2 separate regions of the Anas platyrhynchos genome follow, and region 1 is linked to region 2. Evidence: chromatin contacts called from public Hi-C data. All regions are on one chromosome and are shown on one strand. Each heading gives the region's core, a stretch centred on a gene start, on an enhancer-like site or on the middle of the called end of the contact. The rest is flanking DNA. Distances are from core to core; before and after follow the strand shown.

Region 1 (6,317 bases), core at 1,715-4,214, 290 kb before region 2:
CACCTTTCTGGCAAAAGAACAATTTAGAGGATGATTTTGTGACCTCTGCTACAGCTCTACATGCTAGCATGAAGCAGACCTGCCTGTAGCAATGCCTCGCACCTCTATTTCCTGGCGTTTCCTTTTCTACTCCTGCAAATCTACACCCACTGGATAGTACGTGTCCCTACTACTCACGATTACTTACCATCAGGTAGGGTGTTCTCTGCTGAATGAGAATTGTAGAGTAACTGTACATAAAAATTTCAAAAAAATGAATTCGAAATGCCTCCTCAAAAGAGCTCACAGTCTAACGATCGTAAGTGATACGTGGTTCACAAAAGAAAACTGCAAAGAGGAGACAATCTCCCTCTTCAGACATTGTGCCAATCAGATGCCGTACCTTTGGTCTGGGAGACTGGGGCTACCCATGGAAATAGGGACAAAAGAGATTAGGTTTGTTACATGCTGGAAAGAGCAGGCCATCAAATATAAAATATAAAATACTCTTTATTTAACTCTCTTCATAGGCTACATTATCACAGAGCATTGTTAGAACAATGGCAGGGCTTTTCAAACAGCTTCCCTTGGGAGCCTACTCCACAGCTTAACAGCCTTTTCATTGGAGATGTGCAAGTGAAACCAAGGACAGAATTTAGTCTCTTGTCTATTTAACGTGTTTGCAAAGGTCTCTGTGTGCTCTGGCACTTTATAATAATAGTAATATAAACACATTTGGATTATAACAGAATGGTGAAACCGTGATTTAGCCTCTTACTGTGTTGTAATTCCCAAATGCATCAACATCTATTTAAGTGCAAAATAGTCCACAGTTTACAAATACAATGCTGTGATCATCTGCTCTAAAGGTTCTGTATAAGAATACAATTCAATACAAAAGATGATTTGGTGTCTGAAATTTCATTTTTAATGTCAGAATAACAGCAAAAAAAAAAGTCTCTTTCTCCATATGCAAACTGGCAAAAATATATATACCAGGGACTTGGTCCTTTCTAGTATATCTACATATGTAACTGCTCATATTTTATGCACGTATGCACTTACACATAAATAAAAGTGCTTGCAGACAGACAATATTTCATCTTTCCTTCTAACCTCCTGCTATCGAGATATTTTCACAGAAAACCATACACAAATAAAAGTTCCTCTTTCTCTGACTGCTAGAATAACTGAGGGGACTACTTCTGTAAAACCAAACTGCTAGATTACTCTCCTTTTGGTCCATGAACAAGCACAACTGACCAGCTTCTGCTGAGACTGTGGCTTTTCTGTCATATAACCTATTCACACGAGCTAAAGGATATATAAGAAGAATTACAACCAGAAAATAAAGATCTTGCTTTTAAATATGTAAAAAATGATTTATCTTGGACCTATTACTGGGGTCATCATAAGCTTCTCAATTTACTGCACAAAAGGGGAAAATAAAATGTTTGAATAACTCAACACGAGGTGCCAAGATTCCCTGTGAACTCTGAAGTGCTGTTTTATTGTCTCTTTTTTTTTTTTTAGCTCTGATAATGTTAAACAGGATTACAGATATGTAAATTTAAGTATCAATGATCAAGAAAATCCTTATGTTTTATAAACAAAGTCCTCGTTTGTCACCAGTTTTGCCTGATTATGTTCTATACCAGATCTCTGTTAAATTTAAGGCTACAAAAAAAAAAACATGTTTCTAACTCTCTACTGAACAATTGTTGGAACTCAATTAATTAACTTCAAATTGATTATAATTTGCAGTATTCTGAGAACTTTCTTTCCCCAAGTTTAGTTCATAAAATATTCCAGTACAGATCACAGATTTTTTTAAAGGACAAGCAAACAATTTAAAAGCTTACTCACAAAAACAAACAAACAAAAAACAAAACAAAAGGTAAGAGAGGTAAAACGTTGACCTCAATAAGTAATTGTATCTTGTTTTCCTCTTTGCAAAATTAAATTCAAAATCATTCTGTTTATTAAGGACATACCAGCATAGCAAGACAGAAAACAAACATCTTAATAGTCTTTAAACATAACAGAATTGATATGCATAATAAAGTTTCATTAAGTATGGATTTAATACATGTATTTCAGTTTTGCTTCATATTCCCTTTAGATCAACACCTCCAACATTCATACACAACATTTACGTTGCCCCAAGCAAAAATGACTTTGTAAAGGCTTTAACAGAACTCCACCTTAAAACAGTGTGAAATATTCTTAAATGCAGAAAGTATGTAACAAAGAAAGGATGTTTTCAGTGGAATCTAAGCAAGTTGTTGGATGTACTGAAAGTATGAGATTCAGTACACAGAGGTAGCTCAGTAAGGGTAGCTGCAGTGTTCTGACTATTTAGTGCCAACACAACCACACTAAATTACTGTATGCTTGAACTTGTCCTGTATATTAAAAAAAAAAAAAAAAAAAAGTCACTCTTCCTGGGACTGTTGCTTTGCCATTCAAAACCAATTGAAAGAGACATTAATTTCAGTGGGATTAAGTCCTTACAACATTCTGGATGCTCAGGTTTATAGCAAACAAAAAGGAGCTGTCCTGAGTCTGGACTCTGCTGCAAGGAGAGTTTTTAAGCACAGACAAAGGAATTTTTAAGAAAGGGCCCAGGAACATGCATGAACTCTCTCCCTCTCTCCAGTTACCTCCCAGGTTAGCCGGTTGGTGGATCTGACTGCCATCTAGGGACATACTAATCCAAACTGTGAGCTCACTGCCTGCTGTCCTTTACATTACTGGCTAGTGAGAAGAGAACACAGCCCTGGAGGACACTGGGGGTGTCTCTCAGCCCTCCCACATACTCAGTGTGCAGAGTTTGATTCCTCTCCAGGGAATGGCAAGAATTCAGCTTATTACCACATCACGTACCTTTGTTATGTGGTTGTTTTATCAGTGACGACAATTTTGAATAAGGTGACACTGTCGGCTCCTGATAGTTTCTCATACAGATGGCAACAGAGCAGTCTTGCACTGACAGACCATCAGGTAAAGCACTGATGATTGGTACCAGACTGCTTTCCTGTTACTCACAGGAATACCAGACTAGAAAAAACACACTAGGTAAACCAAAGATGATTTGTTTTTCAGTAAGGCAAAAGGATATGAATTTCACATGCCTATTCTCATTAAAAAAAAAAAAAAAAGACCTTTAGCTTCCATAAATGCCTATAGCCTTACCAGAGCTATAATAATTTACATCTGCTAAAGATCGGCTCATTCGCATTTGCTGCAATGTTACCTGTGACACACATGATGTTTCTGCACTTACATTGATCTGTGTTTGACCAATTTCTTTCAGTCCTTTTAACATTTTAATCCACAATTGCCAGCACAGCTTTTGCAGATAGGAACCCTCAGAGTCTAGTGTAGAGCCCTCTTTTGAAATCTTAATCTCTCAGGCAAAATGCAGTGCTGGCTAGGTGCTTAAACACATGCCTGTGTTCCCATCTCTTCAACTCTCCCATTAGAAATAGCATTTTGTATATTTTTTATATAGTTTCACTAAAAAAGGTAATATTTGATTTTCTAAAAAGTTGTGACTGATTGTCAAATTAGCTAAAATAGTGTTCCTGTTACTGTAAGGATCTTTTTAATTGGCAACAGAAAATAATTGTCAACTCTTATCCTCACAAACTATTATTCATTACCAATGCAGCAGTACAGAAAACATAGCTTGGCTTACTACAATAAAGACTTTGCTTCGATATTAACATCCTAAATTCTGTCACTGCAGGTCTCTGTGCATTGCACCAGGGGAAGGAAAACAAAAACAGAAACAACAACAACAAAAATTAAAAAAAAAGAAAGAAAAAACAAAAATGTGTTCTTCAGGGGTAAATTATAAAAGATCTCCTAGCTGCAAACACAAATATTTCACTCATAACCCAAGCACCAGACCATTTCTTTGAAGAAGCTTATGAGGCATTTAAGATATACAATGGCACAATATCATACAATGGAATTGAAAGAATTTTCTTGAGATACCATTAACTTTGAAGGAATGTCTAGACAACTGTGTCAACAAATGCAAATAATTCATGCTTCTCAGCTTCTATCCAATAGATGGCCCCATGCTGAGTATACACAAACTCAGAAGAAAAAGGCATGTCACAGTCATATGACTAGGGAGTGTAACAGAATCACACAGGAATTCAAGTCAATCTTGAAAAAAACCTTCAAGAAAGCTCTTCTCCAGGGTAAGCCAGCAGTGGGATAGGCTTCTGGTCATTTTGGATAGCTTAAAACAGAAACTTACAGCTGGTGCACCCTGGCATCAAAGCAGGGGTAATGGAAGGAACAACTGCTAGTCATGACCTCTTCATTTTACTCTGTTAGAAAAATAAAAACTAAAGGACTCCAAAATACTGTACAACTTCTTGCAGTAACCAACAAAGTGGCTTCTGGAAACAATGCTTTTGCCAAAAATGCATCTGTAAGGCACTTAACAGGTATCGTTTTAATATATATATATATATATAATATATGTATATATAAAAATAAAATATGCACTGAAGCAACATTCACAAATACCCAGTTGTCTCAATTGTCTGTGTGTACAGTATAGTACATATATACATTCACTGTGACACAGGCCATCTCCGTCATTATACCTTCACAGGTACTTTGGGCTGCCTGGTTAACTTCAGTGCCTGTGAACAGGGAAAGAAAAAAAAAAGTCACTTTTTTATATTAAAAGAAGATCAACAGTACAAGACAAGCTTTTTATTGAGGGTTGACAAAATGCTCCATGTACTTCTGGGATGGTAAGTTATCAGCATGCAGGTAATAGGCCACTCTATTTTGATGATCTTTTTATCTCTGATAGCCCATCACAGCCTCCTCATATACAGACAGACATAACAGAGGAACCTTAAGGAATACGGCTACATTGGCAGCGAAGGAAGCTGGATTAGAAAGCAACTGTTGGGACCCCAGTCAAGAAACCACCTGTGGCATGGATACAAGAGCTTCTGAGCTACTCAGGGTAAAGACTGTGATGAGAACTTCTGCAAACACTTTTTTGGTCCTTGGCCTCTTTCCATGTGGCTCAAAGCCTGCTCAGAGCATAGTCACTGTAACAGTGGTGGATGTCATGCACCTTGGATGTTTACACCTTCCTTTCTAAGGATAGGTAAGAGTAAGCCAAGTCCAGAACTGATCTTATGCTAGGTGACTGATGCCTGAGGATCTTGTTTAAAATGTCTGTAGCTTTAGTCTGCTCTTACCAAACATTTTTACAAGGAGAGGAGAAACCCCATGGAGAAACACTGAAGCAATGGCAGGGTCAGCCAATTATGGTAGCTGAACTACTCAGTATGTGACAGAGGTTCAACTCAAATAATAGGTGGTCGTGTTTCCAGTTTGGCAGGAAGCACCCTCTCTAACCTAGGAGGCAAGTGTGACAGGCTGAAATGGGGTTAGGCTTTCAGCTGCTCCTTTATACAGATGTGTGCGCTGTGCAGGATGCCTTCTTTTGGTGTGCTGCTCAACAAAAAATACTTGGTGTTTCTTGTGGCCTGAGAGGGAAAATCATCAAATTTGGAACCTTTGCTTTCCGTGTCCTTTTGGGGGAAGTGCCCTGACAGACGCATTTGCTTGATGGGTAAGACACTTGTTTCTGGAGGATTGTTGGCTAAACAAGCAATTTTCAGTCTGAGAGATAAGTCTGATGGGTCTTCTTGTTGTAGATATTAACCTTTAATATTGTACATTTCAAGCTTGTATGCACTGCTGAAAAAACACTCTAGCACAAATGTAAACCCTTTAAAAAATCTAAACCTTTAAAAATAAATAGGCTATATTCCCCTCAGAAACACCAGCTTTCAGAAACACCAGCATTTAACTATTGTTAAATCTAGCCATTTGAGATTAGTCTTTTGGATATTATTCAGCGAGAGACTTTGGAGAGAGACATCATCCCACATTTTGTTTGGGGAAACAATATTTTAACTTTGTAGTTTGGCAGATTCTGTTGCCATATTTACGAACTAGAAATACCGTACTGCAGATGAACCTCTAAATATTTAAATTCAATTTCATACAACCAGATCACATGTACTATCATAATTAAGTAAGAATGTCACTGCAGTTGAGTACTGTGACTGGATAACCGTCTCCCCCTGCAAGAGAGATGCCAAAATGAAACCAAGGTGTTTATAGAAAATAAACATCAAGGGTGATGATGACATATTTATTTTCAAAGCGGGAGACCATTATCCAGTCACAATATTCACTTCTATTATACTTATTGCAACTGCACCAGCCCCAACCTCATTGATTTTTCTTATGAGAGTAATTAAAATAACATTTGTGAATAATAC
Region 2 (6,683 bases), core at 3,358-5,857:
TGAGGGAAAGGGCCTCTGCTTTCCACAGGGGCAAAATCAGCACAGTCAGCACCTTGCCTCTCTGGGAGGGTATTCACCACCTCTATTGGCAAACAGCAGTTAATAATACAGAAAAAGATCTTGCACTGAAGGGACACAAAATACTCTCCTTGAGCATCTGCTGGAAGCAGGTCCATCAAGAGGTGCCTTAACTACCACTTTTCAAACACCAATGTATTGGCACAATGCTTATGTACGGCAGAGTAGTCTGGGAGCAAAACTCTATCATACTCCTGCGAACAACATGGGTCTGTGTTCAGGTTGTAGTCATACTCAAGATAAACTTGAATATTTCTTCCTATCATAGGCTGGCTAGGATTGTAGTGAATTAAATAAAGAAACACAACTTTTTGCTTTCAGACTAAACGTAAACTAAACATATTAAATGAGTGGAAAGCTGTCTTTTCTAAAAATTAAGTTTTCTGTTCCTAAATTTCAGCAAGAAAGCTTAGGTCCCAAACTCTCAAGCTTTATTTTAGATTTTCCTCTTTATAGCAATCAAAATGTAACTTGAAACAAGCCAACTATAATGAAATCAACTCTGCTATGAAACAGAATTGTAGTTAGAGCTTTACCTGCCTCCATTTCTTACAATTATTCCAAGGGAGAAACACAGAGTAAGTTATGTTACTATTTACAGTAAAGCAAAATGATAAATATAAGAGCTCAGTAAATAGTAAGCAACAGAAAAAATACAGTAATTTGGAGTTATGTCTTCACTAATATTTAGTAATTCACAGGTGGCATGTTACATCTATGTGCTGTATTCTATTTGACATGTTCACAATCCTTTTTAAGTCAGTCACAAATCCAAACAGTTAGCAGACAGTGTATTTAATAAAACCAGATTTATAAAACTATTACTGTTTGAAACAGCATTTCACCTATTAAATTTTTCTAATACAAAACCAGCTAGTCAAATCAATAGAGAAAGAAAAACAATAAATAATGAAACTGTGAGAAAATATTTGGTGTTATCAAAGCTATAAATATATTAAATATTTCTGATATTATAATGCACTCTCTGTGTGTTTTTTTTTTCCCTCTCCAGAAAACCTCTCCCGATATCTGCAGTTCCTAATCATTTATTCTATAAATACAGCTTAGTTGACTAAGGCTGAAATGTGCTAAGATGCAGTAACGTTTCAAATTCATACATGAAACAATTTGGAAGCTTCCCCCAGGCATTGGCGGCTGCGGCTCCCGCTGCTCTGCTACCCACAATCCCCCCATTTACCTGCTCGCTGGGCTGCCTCAGCCCTGGTCAGGAAGTGGTAAAGCTGATCCAGCTTATCAGGCTGCTCCTCCAGGGACTTCTGCTGCCATATGGCTGACCCAGGCCCTGCAGCCTCCCTCAAGGCATTCCACTTCTGTATCAGAGTGAAGAGCTCGGAGAAGGACTTGTGATAACCCTGTCGCAGCATGTCTATGCAGATGTTCTCCTTGTATGAATTCCTGTTACTGGGAATAAGAAAGACGGATTTTAAGCCTTTAAACCTGCATTCTGTTCTCCACCTTACCAAATAATTACAGATACTAAAACAGCTTTCAAGATGAGACCTCTGCAGTTCACCAGCTGGGAAGGGGTATATTTTTCCCTTCGCAGAAATCATTCTACCAAAATACAATTACAAATATCCTACCCTAGGGAAGTAAACATGGGAATAGTGAATAAATACCCAAATATATATCGCAAACATGTTCAGAATATACTGATATTTTAGCTGGTACTGTTAAAAAAAAAAAAAAAAGGTTGACTGATGGGAAAAAAGATATGTTTACATCAGTTTATGAAAACACAAACTCTTAGTTTGCTTTAAAACACTGCAGAGAGGAAAAGATGAAACATCCTACATGTCAAAACAATGTATACATTCAATAGTTTTGCTGTAGGATACAGTGGCTTGGTTTAATATGTCAAACAAATCTTGTGTCAGAAACACAATTGTTAAATATTATTTTGCTTCTCTTTAGCATATAACTTCAGCTGGGACTGGTTCACATCCTAATTTTAAAATCAAGCGATGCAATGACGAATTTACATCAAAATTATCCAATTCATGAAGTCTGAAAAGATATACTAGTCCAAAAGCTGTATAATCAAATATTCTCAAAAGCTAATATATCTTTTTAGATATTATTTATGGAAATAATCAAAATATTTCTTTTATGCAGCATGAAATGATTATTGTGTCCCAACCTGGAGAAAGCTATGAGTTCAATGGGACTACCTGAAACACTGAAGCGTAAATGTAAATGTTTGCAGGAGCAGCTATCTAGTTTGGGAAAACAAACCCTCATCCCAGTAAAAAGACAAGGACCTAAATGTGGTAATTTTAATTTGTATATTCCACTTAAGTTTTCTATTTGTTTTTAAGACTGTCTTTTAAGATGAGAATCTATTTAACTACTATTTCTGAGAGGCATTAAAATAAATATGGAATTGTGAAAACTGAGATTTGCAGTGTATGCAAGAAATTCAGATGACCTCATGCTGAACAATAGCCCAATTAGAATAGTATTTCTAGCCTAAGAAGAACTACTGCAGTTCTTTAACAATCCTAATTAGACTTGAGATTATGTAAAAAAAAGTCTTAGCTAGATGTCAGTCAAGTAAATGGTAATCTGAGGTGCAAGAACTAAATAATCTGCATTATTTCAAGTTTAATATCATTATTTAAAAAAAGCTATTAATTACTCCATAAACTCACATTAATCCTTCATTTGTATTTCTTACATTTTAGTTGCAGAACTGAACACAAAAAATATTACACAATTCTAAAAGGTACATGATATGACAGACTAAAATACTGAATGTATTTTTTAATGTATATGTATTTCAATATGGAAAAATGCAGTGTTTACGTATACAAGAGAAAAAACATAACTATTCTGTACCAGAAAAACATTTGCAAAATTTATCTTAGAAAAGTAAATGAGAAGTATCTTTAATCATTTACACTATATTTGGCACATACCAGGTTCTCAGTATACAGCTTCAAAATACCACACAGATATTATATTAATAAGGTACAATATATTATCTACTCTGTATATGGAATGCTTTTTTCTTTTTAAAATGTGTGGTTTTTTTTTGTTGTTTTTTTTTAACAACAAAAAAAATATATATGTAAAAAATTCCCAGCATCTTTGAAAGGCCTAGGACTGAATCCTACAGTAATATCACCCAAAGCATTGGAAAAAAATCTAAATAGCAGACGTACATACATGCATCTTTATTTATCTATATGTGGTCTGTACGTTAGTATATGTGTGTATGCATTATATGATCAGATGTGTTAGAAGCAAAGAAGAAAGTAATTAGCTGCTAAAACATCTTAATAGTAACTGAACAAAACATCATTCAGTTCATTTTTAACACTCAATACACAGTACCAGTATTTGTATAAATAGAAAAACTGTGTCTGTGTAAGATGTTACTTGTTGTGTATTAACGCACTTGATGTCAAAGCACATTTTCTGCACAAGACAGCATTATTAATGAACCAACACAGGAAAACAAAAAATGCAGGAAAACTTCTGTTTAAAAATTAGTTTCACCATTCTTTTTTAACAAAAGGCCATGCAACTTAATATATAAATTGAAATAATGCTGAAGTTACCAAATGTACAGAGCACATTTCTTCTTTGCCAAAGATAACTGTGTTGATAACTCTTAAGCAATGAAACTATCTTGTGTATAGCCACTCAAATTTTAGAGGCATAAAGATAAAAGTTATCTCACAAAGCTATAATTAAAAACAGGCAGTACACAAAGAGACGAACAATACATGTGTTTCTTTAAATTACTACAACACATCAGCCACAAGTGCCTGATCACACGAAAGATACAGAAAGGCCAGAAATGAACGATAGTATGGGGATGAATGTTATTAGTGACACCTAAGAGAGAGCTTAACACTGCAACCGATTTCTGAAATTGGTTCAGTTATCCGAGTGGATCCAGATGGAAATGCCAGGCTTCTTTCTCCAACAAGCAGTCCTTCTGAACAGAGGAGCAGTGTCAGTGACAGAAGAAAACTGAAAAGTTCTTGAAATATCTTTCAGTATCTTGAAATAAATTATAAGTCCTCAATCCTCAAAATCCTTTTTGTACCGCTTTTTATAATATTGTGCAGCATGTAAAATAAGAGATTAAATACAATGCCTCATGTTTTACATTACTGCACATTACTTTATTCCTAACATCAGTATCAAAAATGGATACCTAATTAAATGTATGTGATTTATTTTATAAAATCCAACTGCTAACTTTATGGTTCTAGTACATTAATAAACTAGTTTATGCTGAGCCTTTTGAACCTTACTACCACATGTATTAATTATGATATATTACTAAAACAGCAAGTTTATTTTTCTACATTGCGTCCACGCCGATTTTAGGTTTCCTTTGAACAATTATGTTACTCCGGGAAGCAAAATGAAAAAAGACTGGCCTTTCATTTGGTTGAAGCGGAGCCGTTCAGGAGGTTTAATGGTCTCTGGGGGCATCTACTGGAAAACTGGAAAACTGCAGGCCGGACAAGTTAATCAGGCAGCTGTCAGCGCGGCACGGCGCGGCGCAGAACAAAGGGAAGGCGCAGCACGGAGCCTGTTCGCGGGGCGCAGCCCGAGCAGGGCGCAGGACAAGAGCCCGGCTCCACTGCCTGCGCTGCCTCCCGCTGCTCGCTGCCCCAAAAGCACGGTGCCAGAAACATGCCTGCACTGCGCGCAAGCAAGCAATTAAGCTAATCAGATTATAAGGAGTGCATAGCCGGGTAATGTTACCCGTGTTTCATTTTGAAATTGAACTGTAAGGTGAATATAGACCTGAAGTCCCCTTTCCCCTTTGAACGACCACATGCGCATGTTGGGAGAAAGATTTCAAATGCACCTGTAAAGACATCTTATTAATAACAACAACATCTGTTTTTATGATCAAACAGAAGCAAATAAATCTAAACTAGCAGATTACTTATTTTTAAATCACGAAAGCAACAGATGAAAGCCGATACTTAACGCAAACACAGAGGAACAGCGGATGCTCAGCACTATCTGATTGCACACTCGTCTCCCTCATCCACAATCTCTCTCATCTTTCATCGACATCCCTGTTGATGTTACTAGATATTGGTTCATCCAGGTTGGGTAAAGTAGTGAAACGATGTCACCTTACTGATCTGGTTGGGTATTCTGCCTTTGGCATACACCAGCAAAATTCTGTTTACTTGTGGGGTGGTGTGTGTGTGCGTGTGTGTGCGTGTGTGTGTGTGTGTGTGAATCAGCAACATTTCCGATACTAAATAAATAAGCACTAAAGTTAAAGCTGCCATTTTATTAGGACCATGTTTTAGATGGCACAGGTAGAAGCAGCTATTGAATGTAGATCTGCAAGCTTGAAAAGGCACTGCTACTGTTCACATGGAACGCCCTTTAAACGTACCAGAATATTGCTACAGGTATTTCACTTTACTTACACTACACAACTACTTATATAATTTTCTTTTATTATCATTGCTATTCAAAGCCATCCAGAGCCATGCTGAGAAATCTGGCTTGAGCACAGAAACGTGATTCTGATCTGCATTTACTGGTGCAAAAATCAGAAACACAAATCTTCACTGAGGCTAATGAAATTACATTGCTGTTGCCATCTCAGGGACCTTCCTATGTTACCGTACTGTACTTTTACAAGAGTCTTAAGCAATGTGTGGAGATCAGCAGAGTATCATCCTACTTTCCCTTTAACTTCAAATCCTACACAACAAAGCTATTTGCTTTCTATCCTTTACAGAGAGAAAAGGAAACAGAAATTAAGAGGCCAAGTGACAAGTACTGGTATTAGGAATAATCAAAATAGTCAATATATCATACCAGAATTTCTTATTGTGAGCTTAACTCTCCATATCTCCTGTCTGATGTAGTCAGTTACAGACATGCAAAATAGGTGCAAATGGCTACTAGTTTCAGATGCCAATTTTTTTTTTTTTCATATTAAAGTTTGTATCTTTAAATTCTCTAGGATTTAGTTAGTACTATAGGTTAATGCCAGCTGCTGATTACAATGCAAGCGTACTGTAATTATCTCATTTTGTAAAGCACTAAATGGCATAGATTAAACAACGATAGTATATAAAATTAAAATGTATTAACAATGTAAAATAATTACTATACCAATGATTGTACTATCTAAAAACTGTATTCAGATAGATTTCATCCACTTGGGATTTCCTCTGTAGCTCAAAAGTTAATGACTGATATAAATGCCTTAGATCAGGATGACAAAATTTAGAAAAAATAACCAAGATATTTTTGCTTACCTTTATTTAAGCAAGTACTAGTTATTATACTTATTGTCTATAAAACTACATGAAAAAATAATATAAATCAAGTATGTGAACACTTAGCTACTTTATGCTTAACTTATACACATACACACATAATATAAACAGGGACGTATTAGAATTTCCTCAGTAAAATTTGGAAAGTGTATGCATAAAGTAAAACCAAATATACTACAGAAAGCAAAAAAGATAAGCGTGCCGTAAGTGTTTAATATTTCAGGCTGTTCTGCCTAAGAATCAAACAAAGAGTTATCATTTATTTAGAGCTGGACATCCAAAAAACCTTAGGAATTTTGTAAC

What was found. A called contact is a pair of places that touch in the nucleus more often than the background predicts.
Region 1: a contact with region 2 is called in a Hi-C map of liver, with 2.6 times the contacts expected there. The contact joins two enhancer-like sites. A contact is called at or near these places in 3 of 8 Hi-C or Micro-C datasets (liver, skeletal muscle and subcutaneous adipose tissue).

Annotation. Positions count from the first base shown.
Region 1 is chr4:37,927,933-37,934,249 of IASCAAS_PekinDuck_T2T, reverse strand. SLC10A7 (solute carrier family 10 member 7) reads right to left here. Exons shown (of 11, transcript XM_072037421.1): 11 at 472-4,646. The coding sequence ends at 4,602. Among named protein-coding and RNA genes, the nearest start is that of REELD1, 22 kb to the left of the region's middle. Within about 2 kb of position 2,964, at least 1 of the 8 cell types and tissues checked has an H3K27ac peak or open chromatin away from gene starts, as enhancers often do.
Region 2 is chr4:37,642,550-37,649,232 of IASCAAS_PekinDuck_T2T, reverse strand. TTC29 (tetratricopeptide repeat domain 29) reads right to left here. Exons shown (of 14, transcript XR_011809078.1): 4 at 1,277-1,500. Among named protein-coding and RNA genes, the nearest start is that of TTC29, 19 kb to the right of the region's middle. Within about 2 kb of position 4,607, at least 1 of the 8 cell types and tissues checked has an H3K27ac peak or open chromatin away from gene starts, as enhancers often do.